Regions from separate parts of the Gossypium hirsutum genome. Here all the other regions are linked to region 1. The links are chromatin contacts, called in public Hi-C maps. All regions are on one chromosome and are shown on one strand. The core of a region is the stretch at or near the end of the contact, and the rest is flanking DNA. Distances in the headings are between cores, read along the strand shown. Region 1 has its middle 18 kb from the start of LOC107895435. Region 2 overlaps LOC107896397 (a long non-coding RNA gene). Region 3 holds the start of LOC107896402 (F-box protein At5g49610).

Region 1 (2,880 bases), core at 243-2,742:
GCTCAAGGAATTTGCAGGTAATCCTAGGAAACGAGGGGGGGGGGAATTATACGTACATACTGCAAAGGAATTAAAGAAAACTCTACATGTCATGTCTTTTTAACAGTCCCCTTCTTTTAGAATAAATTTTGTGATCCTTGGCTGTTCTTATCTATATTAAATTGTGGGTGACAAATGAGAATCAGTATGCCTGAAAATTGGTCATTCCATCTTCTCCTCCAATAACTAGGGATAAAATGTTTGCCAAAAGTTGCACCTCCTAGATAAAATCCATGAAGATTATACATTATTAAATTAATCTTGGGTAAACTACTTTAGTAATTATCTAATTATAAAAATTTATAAAATAGTCACTTAACTATTTAATTTTTCATTCTTAGTAATATAATTATATTAAATTTTTAGGTGTTTTCATTTTTACGTTAACCTATTAGAAATAAAAAAAAGACAAAATTAAACAATTGAAAAACCATTTTATGACTTTTCATAGTTAGGTAACAAAAAAATTTATTAATAATTGAGAGATAATTTTGTAATTTTTCATTGTTGGGTATTCAAAAAAGAATAGAGTTGAACTCTACCATAGTTTACCCTAAAAAAATTTACCATCTCTGAATTCCAAATTAAAAATGAAAGTACATTTAGTAGTAAGTTATGGAAACTGTATTAAGTACAACAACTGGAACAACGTAGTTAATTTGTACAAGACAATTGATAAAATAAGCGTAAACTATAAAAATAGTCATTTTTTTTGCTTTAGATTACATTTTAGTCATTTATATTTGAAATGTTATATTTTAATCATTTACGTTATCTTTTTGTTACGAAGTGATCACTCTACCGTTAAACTTCGTTACCTCCTTAACGGCAATCCTATGTGGCAGTCCAAATAGGTTTTAAATGCGAACTTAGATGTCCAGATGCTAGGATGAACATAAGTTTTTAATTAAACAAATTTAATTTGGACTGCCATGTAGAATATCTAAGTTGGCATTTGAAACCCATTTGGATTTTCACGTAGGACTACCTTTAGGAAAGTAACGGAGCTTAACGGTAGAGTGACTACTACGTAATAAAACGATAACGTAAGTTATTAAAACGTAACATTTCAAACATAAAGGACTAAAATGTAATCTGAGGCAAAAAATGACTATTTTTATAGTTTACCAAATTAGATAATAAAGATCGAACCTACATTTATAGAGCTTTACCTAGAAAACCAATCTACAATGACAATCAAAGTAAAAAAAAAAAAAGGTATCATATTTGTACATTAAAAAGGATTCTCTATACCTAGTCTCTAAATCAAGAGTAGGTAACTTAATCAAATAAGAAAGACAAAATAGTAAACAAACAGTTCTTAGAATTAAGATGTGAAATTTATGAATATTTAAAATTTGATCCAACTTGTATTTTTGGAGTGAGTTGTAGAGAAAGGCAAAACAATAGGTGCAGCCCAAATCAGAGGTTAAAACCCACAAGCCCACCATGTTATAGGGGATTGAGACCAGAAGCTTCAAATGGACCTAACCATCTGTGGTTGAAGTTGAAAACTTTATGTAGCTGTCCTTTAGTTGCAGAAAATACTGCAAAAGTTCTGAAAATGGATTTGTTCAACTTTCAAAGTTTCAAGCAAAGCAATCAACAAAGGGGTAGGAAGGCAGTGAAGTTAGTGAATGGTCCACAATCAATCATCAGAGATCATATTTTTCTTCCCTCTAATTATAGTCAACCTCAAAAAGGTGACTTTTTCAGAGCCAAGTATTTTTCAATGAGTGTTTTTGTCAGTTTGTAAATGTATAGAGATAAATAGTCAATTAAAATTTGGGGTGTGGCCCTAATTACAATGAAAAGTCATGGTCAATCCTGCAAAATGTAATGAGTGAGTTTTTGTGGACCTTTCTTCCCCATTTCATAATTACATTTTTATAATTTCTTTTAACCTTTCTGTATTGGATAGTTAAATTTATTCAATGATTAATTTTAAAATAGAATAGATAAATTTATTTTAATATTACTTTTTTTTTCATAAAATTTAAAGAGACATCGGGTTTTTTATTAAAATTATTTTTAAAGCTTTTGTTTTCATGAAATTTTCCTTTTGAAATGTTGGAAGAGTAGATAAAATAATAATTTTATTGTAGTCAAAATTTTCGAATTAACATATTTGATTTTTTAATGACATAGTTATGTTTTAATCTTGTTGAGCAGTGAATGAGGAAGTAATTTCATGCTAATACATGTTATGAGCAAATTGATTTGGAGAAACTTATCATTATCCTTATCACTTGAGATAATTTTGAAGTTAAAAAAATATTTGTTTATAAAAAGTTTTTACGTCATAAATACTTAAGATAATTAATGGGATAATTTTAGCTTTTGAATGAGAAATTAAAGTTTATCAAAAAACTATCAAAGGGGCAGGTTGTATCAGCCTATAAATAGGTTGCTTGTATCACATTTTTTGAGTGTTTTATTGAGTAATTGTTTTGTTATTCTCTAACTTAGTATTTTCGACACTCTTGTTAAGTTTTATTGGAGAGACTTGGATTGAAAGTGAGATATTTTAAGAAGAGTGATTAGGATTGGTGAATTGTAACTGCGTTAACAAATATTGTATGTTATATTTCCTTACTTTATTCATTACTTTACTTTTACCTTCAATCTATTCTTTTCGATTTTGTTCCAACTTTTATTTTAACAGAAATTAAAATGAAATTGTTTTCTAACTATAAACTAAGTTATTTGTTCCAATAATAGTTCAAACATCAAATTTGAAAAAGAAGTGCAAATAGAATTTTTTTTAAAATTTTGATAGATTTTTTTTATCCATGGTTTTCACTTCCAATATTAAATATGCACATGATTGTCTTACAGGGA
Region 2 (2,880 bases), core at 219-2,718, 100 kb after region 1:
ATTTATAATTTATACCCCTAGTTTCGTTTAAATTCAATGAAGTCCGTTATTTATTTAATTTAAGCATTTTCATGGATTTTTTTATATTTCTTTATTTATTTATCTATTTATTATTACTGCCTTACTTTTTATTTTAAGATTCATACTTTTCATACTTGTACATATTGTTATATTGTAATTATTTATTTTATTTTATTTTTTTGTGTTATTTTATTATTCCTTTTATTATTTTTGGGCATTTTCAAGTCGGGTCTTTTCAATCATGTATTTTTCATTTATTTTAAGTTACTTTATCGTTTTAAATATTACACTTGTTATTATTCAAAAAAAGAAATTTCTTAAATAAGGCAATGTTCCATAGTTAGAGATTTCAGAAGCCGTGCCCTAACTTACGGGGTTTCGACTTTCTCGTTGAACCTAGATGACCGAATATCATTTTAAAATTAAAATACATAATACTTATTTAAATAATAAAATAAAAAGCGAGCTTATTTTCGAGGATTCAAGATATCGTGTCCTAATTTATAGGATGTGACCTTTTGTTACCTCGAGAATAAAGGCCCTTTTGACATACGTTTTTATTAAAAATAATATTATGCAAAGCGAGGTCGTGTTTTAAACTCTTTTCAAATTTTTAGTTTCTTGACACTAAAGACATCAAGTAATTAATTAGGTACCAATTTTGGGCGTAACGAGGGTGCTAACCCTTCCTCGCGCGTAACTGACTCCCGAACCTATTTTTTGGATTTTGTATACCAAAAATCATTGTTTTATTAAATCAAACATTTTATTAAAACAATCAAATTTTGAGGTGACCTGATCACACTTCATAAAAAATAATTGTTGGCGACTCCCATTTACATTTAAAAAAAAAAAAAAACCAAAGTCGATCTCAAAAAATTGGTTTCGACAGATTCTGCATATATGATTCAACAAGGTTAAAATATGCAATAAGTCTCTATATTTTTCACAAATTGAGCCTTGTACTTTTATTTCTAAGAATTTAAGTCCTCTACTTGTTCAGATTTCAAAATTCAGGTCAATTTATTAATACTATTTTTTTTTGCTAAATTAGTTGACATAACATTTTGAAATAAAAAAAAATTCACTTGGTAATAATGTAACTACAAAATAACATTGTAATGAACCTGAAGTTAACAAATAATTTTAACAGTGTTAATAGTTAGACTTAAATTTTAAAATTTAAAAAGTCATAGGATTATGAAAAATATATCAGATTATGATATACCTAAACCATTCAAAAAAATATAACGAAACTCTAGTATTTTTGAATGTCGAAATATCTTCTAAAAATAAATTTGTGGATACTTGTGATGAAAGATATATTAAAAACTATAATATCAGAGACACCAAGTGGCGATATTTTGAAGAAAGAAATTGTTTTGGTTGCCTCTGTTTTCTTTTTAGGCACGTGAGGAAGCAATGTCTTATACCTCCGCGGTTTTTTATACTCGTGTACTGTTGGACGGATCTCGCACGCACAAAACGTGTGAGAAGTGGTCCACACGCTCCGTTGAAAGTCATTTGTCTTTTGTTAAAGACATTTCCATTTTATTTTGGTCAAGTTATTAGTTGTTATATTAGGGGTAAATTATTAATTTAACTTTTTATATTCTAATTTATTTATATTTAGAGTTTATATTTTTAGAATTTTGAAGTTTGATTCCCACTCAAATGTTAGTTATTAAATTTATCAAGTTAAATTTTATTATTTTTAAAATTTTATGTAAAAAAAAAAAGATTAATTATAAAAATAATTATTTATGTATTATTTAAATTACATTTTCGTCACGAACTTTAATTTGTTATATTTTTATCTATCGTATCACATCCGGCAATTCGTGTTACGAATCAATTTCCTTTTTATTCTTTTGCCAAGTAATAATGTTAAGAGAAGCTCTCCAAGTAGGATTTAAACCTACTTGAGAACCTAGAAGTTGACAATAAAAAATGAATAGTAATAGCCTAAGTAATAGCATCAAAACGTCTAAATTACTTTTGGATCTTTTTCGAGAAAATTGTCTTAAGGTTCAAGGGTGGCTACTCGTAGAATATCTCCTTTTGGCTTGAAAGAGCAGCACACCGGGGCTCAAAAAAGGACAGAATCATTAGTCCAGAGGCAATGCAAACTGAAGTTTATTAACAATGTTATCAATTTGTAACATTTTGACCATTGTATCGATATTCACACTAAAATCTGACGTAGCCCAAATTATATCATTAAATACTAACGTGTCATCCACGTCATTACCATTACTAATAAATCCATCTATGAATATCATCCATGCTTTTGAGAAGAAAATCAAAATTAAAACAACAGAATGTAATGCAAAAACTCAAAGAAAAGGGAAAAGGAAAGTGTCATTTTCATGTCTTGTTTTATTTCTGTTTGTGCTAATTTTTTTTGTGGCTATAAGAAAAGTGGTTTTGAGGCGTATAAATAGGGAAGTAATGAGATGTGAGTCAGATTGAGAGGTAGGGTTGGGATAAGGCCGTTGCCCCTTATCTCTAACTTCAAATCATCCGTTACCAATTGAATACTAATGATTTTGGTGATCCAACTTGAAAGTTTCGGGAGGAGAAATGCAATTATGAGCCTAAATTTCTTGATAGCTCATATCAATAAAATTGGACCTTCAATTCCTTAGACATTCATCCTACCATCTCCAATTATTGATATGGATTATGGAAAATCACCCAAATTGTGTAACAACTACACATGCAAATGAAAATTGCTAGCTTAAAATTTGATTCGATTTTTAATTTAATCAAAACTTTATCGATTTTCGAAAAATTAAATATATAAAGAAAGCCTAATGCAATATGTCTAAAATAGATAATATTCTAGTTGCTTACTAC
Region 3 (2,880 bases), core at 232-2,731, 90 kb before region 1:
TAAACAATTGCATATACTAAATTCTAGATGACAAAAGACAAAGTTTAAAATCAGAAATGTATGACTCACAATGTCTAAAACAAGTTATTTATGTACAACTAAAGTTCATTATATGCTGACCACACCTTAATCAGAAGGGAAGATTGTGCTCCGAAATGCATATGCCGAGAACCACAATGGGAGGCTAGCACTGTTCTTCACAGAGTACATTTCCTTCCACACTCGACTCTTCTGATGGTATACTAAGATCTGCTTGTGAGTTGCCAAGAATATACATTCACCAGTTTGTGCAATGGGGAATATGCCAGGCACTAGTCCCCTAATGCATCTAAGGCTCACTCTATCCACCATATACCATACTTCTTTTTCGTAGTCTTTCATTACCCAAATATTCATCCATGCGTCCGAAATCTGAATCAAAGATAAGCATCCATCGGAATCCAACAAATAAACTCGATTTCCAGTCCCATAACTCACTTCATCAGGCAAAGAAATCTTCCTCCAAACATCATAATCAAGATCAAGTGCAAGTATATAGGAACAACTACCGGTCAACCAATGAAGGGCACCGTTAACAAATACAACTTGGTTCTTGTTCATATGAGTGAAATGATCGTCTCGATGTGAAACAAACTTCTTCCACTTATTCGAATCCGAATCAAATATCAAACATATGAAAGTCCCATCAGGTCTATGACCAAACGTACGATGATACCCTGCTAACACAACATTAAACTTGTTCTTTGATACATCACATGCTAAACCAACAAGCGTGGCTTCACCATCGGGATAAAACCGAGTAACAGGCCTCTCCCTACACCTAGGAAGCAACTTAAAGTCTCTAGTCATAGGGTTACAAACGTAGTAAACACCCTTATCGGGAATGCTAGAGCAACACAGCAAGCCATTACATGAAGCTCTGACCTTGACTCTATCTTTCAAGAAATCCAACGAGACTTCAGAGACACCCCTCAAATTATCAACACAGACCAAGCTTGATCTGGATTCTGGTGAACCCGAAGTCTCAATCAAGACCATTAGGTTCTTAGCAGACACCTCATTATAGAGTTTTATGAAATACTTGTCAGAGACTAATCTATACCAAAGTTTGCAAACAGTTTTATTTTTGAAAAGGGGCTTTACAGGCAATCTCGCAAGAACTTGAAGGATAACTTCATCAGGAAAAATACCCATCTTTCAAATTCATAATTCAATCAAGAAAAGCGAAAGAAGAAAGAAAATCAAGGTTTGCTTACCAGGGGAGTGAATTGGGGATTTCAACTGAAACAACAACAAAAGAAAGCCTTTTGTTTAGCTTTTTTTGGGGGGGGGGGTTGAAGAATCGAATAGTAAAGCAAATTATGGGAAGAAGAGGATGATGGTAGTTTCGAGGCAGATTAATTAGCGACCTGATAGGGAAGAAGCTTTTTCAGTTATGTTGCCGAAGGGAGCGAACTGCAAAGCGATGAAATAGCAGAGTCAAGGGCTAATGGGTCCACTACGCATCCATGAAAATATAACTAAATGGGCTTTTTCAGCCGATTGATTTTGTCCAAATGAAACCAAGGATTTTGGTTAAGACAATAAAGGTTAAAATCTGCTATTAGTCCCTATACTTTGAAAACATTAGGATTTAGTCCTTTTACTTTAAAAAATAAAAATCAAGTCTTACTTTTTTATTTAAAAATCTCAGTCTAATCATTAAAATTGTAAGTATTTTCTCCCAAAACTTGTCAAGTTAGAAATTTGATTAGGCTATTCTCATATGATGTGTGACATATAATTAATAGAAAATAAACATGATAAGTTAACAAATTTTAACAAAAACTACTAACAAACATAATGATTGGATTAAGAATTTTGGTTTAAAATTTTTAACCTTTAAATTATAGGGAATAAATCTCAAATTCTATATAAATAGAAGGACTAAGAGCATATTTTAACCAAAAATAAAATGCATAAAGGCACACAAAAAATAGATATTTCATAAATTTAATAAAATAAAAAATAACATATTGAGGTAAATAAATTTATTGTTGAAGAAATTTTTTTTTGTGAGAGAAAAAAAAATTACAAGAATAGCACTTAATCAAAAAAACCGCTTGAAGACTTATTCCTATCAATTAAAACACGAGCCATCTCAGGTGGAACGTCGAGCACTTGTAAATTTCCTTTCTCAAGCAAAGCTTGTTTAGCTAAACAATCCGCAATCTGATTTTGTTCTCTCGGAATATACTGCAAAAATCAATGATTTTCCTGAGACATAATATTATGGATACGCCTAATTAATGCGAAATTACAGACAGTTGAAGAGCTTTCGAGAATGCCTTTAACAACTTCCAAGATATCAGAATGAATGATAACGTGATCATAGTCCAACCGTTGAATTAGTTTAAGGCTCTCAAGAATACCTCACAGTTCCACATTAAAAACTGAGCATTTTTCAAGAAATCGGTGAAAGCCCATGATCCAATGCCCCTCCTTATCTCAAACAACTCCCCCAGTTGCAGCAAGTCCAGAATCTAATTGCACTGCCCCATCAGTAAAAAGAAGAACCTGTTCTTCAGAGGTATGAACTTTAACAGATTGATCAAGATATCCAGAAAGGACCTCTTGAGAGGAAGAGGAGAAATGTAATGCCCAACTGTAGGATCCTTGAACTATTTCTTTTGAGCTCCACGGTTTGCCTTGAAAGATGTATAAATTCCACCCTGTAAGGCAAAAGAGGTCTTACGATTACTTCGAATACCATCGCTTCTTCTGTCTTTGGAACCATTTAAAAAAGTACTCGAGACCGAATCTAGGAGCTCTATAGACAGTGAATCTGATTTAACTTGTTGATTAGAAGGAATATTATTATTTTTTTAAAATAACTGCGGA

Evidence for each region. Hi-C and Micro-C count contacts between places; a contact is called where the count stands out from the background.
Region 2: a Hi-C map of leaf shows a contact between it and region 1, with 4 times the contacts expected there. The contact joins two enhancer-like sites. A contact is called at or near these places in 7 of 34 Hi-C or Micro-C datasets (callus, cotyledon and leaf).
Region 3: a Hi-C map of hypocotyl shows a contact between it and region 1, with 4 times the contacts expected there. The contact joins the promoter of LOC107896402 here to the enhancer-like site in region 1. A contact is called at or near these places in 4 of 34 Hi-C or Micro-C datasets (hypocotyl and leaf).

What each region holds. Positions count from the first base shown.
Region 1 is chrA10:102,102,614-102,105,493 of Gossypium_hirsutum_v2.1, forward strand. No RefSeq gene overlaps it. Among protein-coding and RNA genes, the nearest start is that of LOC107895435, 18 kb to the left of the region's middle. Within about 2 kb of position 1,493, at least 3 of the 9 cell types and tissues checked have an H3K27ac peak or open chromatin away from gene starts, as enhancers often do. A contact at or near this core is called in hypocotyl and leaf, where this site is marked.
Region 2 is chrA10:102,206,888-102,209,767 of Gossypium_hirsutum_v2.1, forward strand. LOC107896397 (a long non-coding RNA gene) reads right to left here. Exons shown (of 3, transcript XR_001683743.2): 3 at 1,860-2,880. Among protein-coding and RNA genes, the nearest start is that of LOC107896397, 5.6 kb to the right of the region's middle. Within about 2 kb of position 1,469, at least 6 of the 9 cell types and tissues checked have an H3K27ac peak or open chromatin away from gene starts, as enhancers often do. A contact at or near this core is called in leaf, where this site is marked.
Region 3 is chrA10:102,012,800-102,015,679 of Gossypium_hirsutum_v2.1, forward strand. LOC107896402 (F-box protein At5g49610) reads right to left here and starts at 1,482. Exons shown (of 1, transcript XM_016821564.2): 1 at 1-1,482. The coding sequence starts at 1,194. The coding sequence ends at 127.